Regions from separate parts of the Gossypium hirsutum genome. Here region 1 is linked to region 2. Evidence: chromatin contacts called from public Hi-C data. All regions are on one chromosome and are shown on one strand. Each heading gives the region's core, a stretch centred on a gene start, on an enhancer-like site or on the middle of the called end of the contact. The rest is flanking DNA. Distances are from core to core; before and after follow the strand shown.

Evidence for each region. A called contact is a pair of places that touch in the nucleus more often than the background predicts.
Region 1: a contact with region 2 is called in a Hi-C map of leaf, with 2.6 times the contacts expected there. The contact joins the promoter of LOC107914502 here to the promoter of LOC107914954 in region 2. A contact is called at or near these places in 10 of 34 Hi-C or Micro-C datasets (callus, leaf and petal).

Annotation. Positions count from the first base shown.
Region 1 is chrD10:18,438,668-18,441,744 of Gossypium_hirsutum_v2.1, reverse strand. It overlaps LOC107914502 (high mobility group B protein 6), which reads left to right and starts at 1,324. Exons shown (of 3, transcript XM_016843435.2): 1 at 1,324-1,969; 2 at 2,068-2,139; 3 at 2,236-2,513. The coding sequence starts at 1,508. The coding sequence ends at 2,346. It overlaps TRNAI-AAU (transfer RNA isoleucine (anticodon AAU)), which reads right to left and starts at 490; the gene lies at 417-490. LOC107916138 (a long non-coding RNA gene) reads left to right here. Exons shown (of 4, transcript XR_005919221.1): 4 at 1-340. It overlaps LOC107914501 (transcription elongation factor TFIIS), which reads right to left. Exons shown (of 3, transcript XM_016843434.2): 3 at 2,623-3,077. The coding sequence ends at 3,077.
Region 2 is chrD10:18,218,170-18,221,248 of Gossypium_hirsutum_v2.1, reverse strand. LOC107914954 (protein LIGHT-DEPENDENT SHORT HYPOCOTYLS 10) reads left to right here and starts at 1,768. Exons shown (of 1, transcript XM_016844025.2): 1 at 1,768-2,772. The coding sequence starts at 1,917. The coding sequence ends at 2,531.

The DNA of each region.
Region 1 (3,077 bases), core at 75-2,574, 220 kb before region 2:
TCGATCATTCATTCAAGTTCTGTAATTTCACTGTCATAATCAGATACGATTCCTGGTGAGCACTTAGGCATTGCTTGTTGAGGATGTGCTGGAGGTTATGGCTAATACAGTAATATCAGGCTAGAAAGCTTAATATATCCGTACAACTTTTCTACTGCTGGGACAATGTAGCTTCTGTTGTCTTTGACTAACTGAATCGGGTTGTCCATATATGTAGAGTATAAAAATCCCATATCCATATGATGACTATGTGTTTTGATCTATGAGTTGGTTGTTACTTGTTCTTCTTTTTGAGACCTTTAGAAATAACTACTCCTAAGTTGTAGGCATCGTGGGAAACGTCTAATGCTATTTGGTGTTTAATGCATTTGTGCATCCACGTTCTGATTTCTGAAAAAAGGAAAAAACAAAATTGTTGGCCCATGCAGGGATCGAACCTGCGACCTTCGCGTTATTAGCACGACGCTCTAACCAGCTGAGCTAATAGGCCAGTTGCTTCAATTTTTCAAATTACTATATATAACAGAATGAATTCTTGTCGTTATCAGATCCTACTATTATTCCATTCCCTCTGTTGGGCAGAGGCAGACAAATACATCTAATTAGGCGCTCTTTGTTTTTTATTGTTGCGCAGCAATTTATTTAAAATTCAGATTTCATTTCAAAAACAAATTCAAATTAGAGGTGAATATGAAAATAATTTCAAATCAAGGCATGGGTTCTGTCTAATTTCACCTTTCAAATAACTTATTTTACTTTTTAAAAATACTGAAGTAATAAAAATAGAAGTATATTTTATTGTACAAGACATAAAAGGGTGCCTTTGTTTTCTTGGGGATGTCTCTTGTATTGCTTATCAACCGAATACTTATTAGGTTAAGTGATAAAACAATTAATATATAAAATTTTAAGTTTCAGTATTGTAAATTAGAAGAAGAAAAAAGGTTTATTAGGTTACTTTGATACCAATATAGAGCCTCTTACCATTTGTTTTAATGGAGAATTTTTTTGGGGGTGAGCGGATTTACAAATTTATAGATGTGGAATGTTTCTGTTTTAAAAGCTGAAAATTTTAGTTAAAAAATTTGAAGATCAAATTAATAGAATTTATAAATCTGGAAGGTTAAGTCTATTGAATTATTTAGAATTAGGATCAAATAAAATATGTAAGTATTAAGAGTTAAATGTGTTATTATACTAATTAGAAAAATAATTTTCATTATCAATTTAACGATGAGTGACCAAAACAAGAACGAAATCAAACATTAATACTTAAATTGAAAATTTTTAAAGTTAAAAGCAACCAGACATAATTTGTATACCATTGGTAAAGTTTACCAATTAATTATATTTGTAAATAAAGTAATAGCCGTTAGCGCCTGCTTCTATTCAAATTCAAACCCTCCTTGTTTTTATCTGTCTCCTCTCCCTTTCCTTTTCTCACCACTCCCATAGTCCCATTTGCTGCTTTCATTTTTTCGTAAAACAAAATCCCTAATCTCTACGAATGGCGACGCCTGAGATTCATGTCAGCGCACGTAAACCTCTCCAGCCAAAGAATACAGCTGCCGCCGATGTCAATTTCGTGGTGGTGATGAAGGAAGGCTCAAAGACTAAGCAAGTCAAGTCAAAGCCCAAGCAAGAGCACCGCCTGGACGATGTTTCAAACAAGGAGAACCTGAACCACCATCATCATCCCGTGACCGTTTACGCTACACCCACGAATAAGAAGAAGGTGGAGGCGGCGTTGGATTTAGATTCGTCGTTGGCGGAGGAGCTCAGTGCCATGAGGAAGAGACTGGAGCGGTTGAGGTTGGATAAGGAGAAGACGGAGAAGATGTTGAAAGAGAGGGAAGCTGTCTTGGATTCACAACTGAAGGAGATGGAGGACAGAGGTCAATTTCAGAAACAGCTCGAAATCGAGGTTGATAGATTGTTCAGATTAAAGGAGCTCAAATCTTATTGCATGGTAACTAGTTAAACCAAGGCAGCCTTAAAGAAATTAACAAAACAAGTAGTTCTCTTTTTTTCTTTTCCTTGCAAATTCATGGTTTGATTTTGAAACAGAGGATATCTCCAATAAAGTCACTGAGGGAGAGACAACAGGGTGGCAGGAAGAACAATGAAGTGCAATCACCGGTAAGTTGTTTTGAATTTGATTAAAACTAGCAATTGAACAGAGTAAACGATAAACATGAAACCCAGAATGTGATATCTTTCAATCTTCTTTTTCAGGATATAAAAGCTGCTGCAGAATGGGAGGCAGAATCCATGGATGAAAACACATTGCAGAGCCCAACTCCATCAGATTCATCTGAGTTTGTTGAAGAGAATAATAATGATTAATCATGTCCTTCCAAACCAAATCAAAGCTATCTCAGCTGTATGGTTTTGCTTTTTGCTTTTCATCACTTCTTTTTATTTGTCATTTTGAAAGGAAATACTATAATGTAAACTAATATTATTGATGGGAATTCAAATTCAGAGGCGCTCCTCTTTGAGTTTGACTTAAAGATTGTGCTTTTTAGCCTTTTTTTTTTCTTTTGGTTAGGGCTCCACAATCCACAGCCATTCCTGGTAATAAAGCCACATAAACAAACAACTTGCCAAAGCGGAAGAAAATGATACCAAAACCCTTTGGGGTATAAAAACAACCACAAATAAGAGCCTCCATTTACAACATTGTTGTTGGTACGATAAGAAATTAAGTAGGCCTAATTCTACAACTACCATTCTCCATACCCTTTAGAAACAAATAAAAACTACAGGAGTTGTTTTGATAAAAGAAAAAGAACAAGCATTAGCTACTTAACATGAAATGAATGCCTCATGCCATCCAAGCTCATCTTTCCACCAGTTGAGCCTCGGTTTTCAAGATGAGTGGGAGATGGAAGCACCTAAGTTGTGGAACAGCTGAGTTATGGTTTTTGCACAATCATCCCTCAAAGTTATCCCTATCAAAGTCCCAATAGCAGAAAAATATGAATGAAAGATGAATTCTAAAGTTAATGACCACAAACTCCTCATAAACAGACTGAAGCAACCAAGATGATCAACACTACATCTCTGGATTTCAC
Region 2 (3,079 bases), core at 519-3,018:
CATAAATCATGGAAAGCCTTAAAGCGGGATCCCTACGAAACCGACTCTTTCCTTCCTTCCCGGCGAGCCACTAGTTTTCGTCTAGGTCTACTATTCTAGCGATCGACTACGATCTGAGGCCCAAACATGTCCAACTCTTTCTTATTTTTGGCCATAACCAGAGCTTCTTGGTTCCTTTGGTCTGCCATTTGTACAGTCCTCTTTATACTTCGTCCATCATGGCTAGGGACAAAAGAACAAGATTCTCTCAAGTGTTCAAAATGCCAACAAGAAAAACAAATATTAGGGATAGACTCATATTCTACACGCTGAAGTTGACCATCCACCTTAATTTTAGAAACCAAAGGCTTGTTAAGATCGAGAAGGATCGCCATATGAACGAATCGACTCCGATGCGTACTGCCCGTATTATCATCAAGTTTAATGACATGACCAATCGTCTCCCCCAATGCTCGTTAAGATACTCTTCCGATACAAAAAAACCGGGGATGCCCAGAAGGCGAATCGAAGCTACCACCACATTCGACGGATGAGGTTGACTAGTTGAGAAGAATTCAGACTAGGGTTGAACCGTTAAATGTTGCCCAAAAACAATCCACGGTCCTTTTGTGAGAGCCTGAATATAATCCATTTCCACTTGGAATTTCACCATGAAATAATCATTTTCCAAATCCAAAAATTTAACTGGAGTGGAAGGCTTCCAAAGGTGATAAATCTTATTAGAAAGAGCCTGGAAACCTATTTACCTTCCCAAAAGCTTAACCACAATCGTGCGAGATATACTCTGATATAAAATCTGATGAACCATTTCAGAAAATCGAATCGAAGGTAGTTCGTCTTCTATTCCAGTAGTCACATCTCCATTGAGTAACTGTAGATCATCATTATCTTGATCGTGCAAACTTTGTTTCGCATCCCTTGAAACCCCAAGCAACATGTCTTTGAAAGATAACCGTGAGTTAGATAGCTTATCAAATCCATTGGGATTTCCTTCCTCATCCACGACCAGAAAATGATCATCCTCCCCAGACCATTATTACGTATACAAACTTTCTTGGTAACTTTGTCCTCCAATGAAGTCAACTACAAAATTTTTTTTAATCAAATGATCTGATGACAAATCAATGGCGGCGGCGTAACTGCAAATCTACTGATTTTAGAGCTTATACTTAGTTCTCTATATATATTGTTTATAACCTTTTAATGGTTTAGTTCTTAAAAAAAAATTGTACTATCTAAAAGTTAATCAATGTAAATGATACTAATTCCTACTACCCTTATTTAAGTAATCAGCCAAGAAATTTGTTTTCTAAAATTAAACGTAACTTTATCGATTTGCCATAAATACCGAAAACTTTGAATTTACTTACAATTATATATTTGTTTTAGCTTATTACTTATAATTTTTTTATTAAATTTGTGCTTTTAAATATGTAACATTTAAATATAAAAAAAACTCTACAACATACATAATATCTCAAAATTTTATTATTTTATTTTTTGGCTTTTAAAATATTGTTTTGATACGTAATTTCGGCCCCCCACCCCCAAGAGGAGTTGCATGTTTCTAGTCTTAATTTGTGGCGTTTGATTTAGAAAAGTTATCATGTACATGCTGTCAACGAGGTTATCATTTTAAGATATATTGATTTATTACTTTTTCATTGGTATACCAAAAAAGAAATCATAGAGGGCAATAGGGGTTAAAGGTAGTTCAAAAGTAACATGATAAGAGCTTAATGTATTGACAAATAACATCAATTATTGCATTGGATTAATAGGGAAAATACATAGCTAATTTTATAGTATAATTATAGAGGAGAATGTACAGAAATGAAAGATGATGAAAAAGAGGGAGAGAAAGCAACGTCTTATGGCCCCATGGCGTGTCTTGGTTGCCCCATGATGTGAACTTCATGTTCCTCCTCTCCCTTACCTTGCTTCCCGGCCCCCCTATTTCTACTTGCCTGCCTTCCTTACCAACAAACATACACATCCATCTCAACGATATGTCCAGTGAGAGAGGGAAGGATATAGCCGAAGGATCATCCTTGATTGCCGATCACCACCAACCCCCAACACCTAGCCGATATGAGTCCCAGAAGAGAAGGGACTGGAATACTTTCGGTCAGTACTTGAAGAACCAGCGGCCTCCGGTTCCTCTTTCACAGTGCAATTCCAACCATGTCTTAGACTTCCTGCGATATCTGGATCAGTTCGGGAAGACCAAGGTTCACCTCCAAGGTTGCATGTTCTACGGACAGCCTGAACCACCTGCTCCTTGCACTTGCCCCCTTAGGCAAGCTTGGGGCAGCCTTGATGCTCTTATTGGGAGGCTTCGAGCTGCTTATGAAGAAAATGGAGGGTCACCTGAGTCCAACCCTTTTGCCACCGGTGCTATTCGAGTTTATCTAAGAGAGGTGAGGGAAAGTCAAGCAAAGGCAAGGGGGATCCCTTACAAGAAGCAAAAGAAAAAGCCCAAGCAAGACAAACCAAGCGATGAATCCAGCTCGACCCTCTTCTTCTCTTGATTCTTTTTCTTTCTTTTCGAATTTAGGGTTTAGAGTCTTATCCCTCACTCACTGCTCGCAGTGTTTCAATATATACATGGTATTTTTATTTTTGCTTCTCTATTTCCTTTAAGTACTAGTTTCACTTTGAATTAATGTTAGATCCAGCACTGCTATTGTTTTATTTAGTTATTTTCACTGCTATATTTTTCAATTTCATTAGATGAATCACTGCATGTAATTTCTGGAGTGAATGAACTGCTTTCTAAGATTATATATATATTTCATTACTTTGCAAGAAGACATCCTGAAGCCCACCGACTTCAAGAGACAAATCAAATAATTTGTTACCTATTTGGTGGTATACCAACTGCAATATTAATTAATCCTCAATACTATAAACAACCCAGATTCCCCACTCCAAATTTATACCTAATTTCAACCATCATAATATTAGTGACGTGAATCGGCATTTACAAAGACTCATTGAATTACTTTTTTCATTTTAAATCTTTTTTATCAATCATACTTCATTTAAATATCATATTAATCAACCATGAACCGCCCTT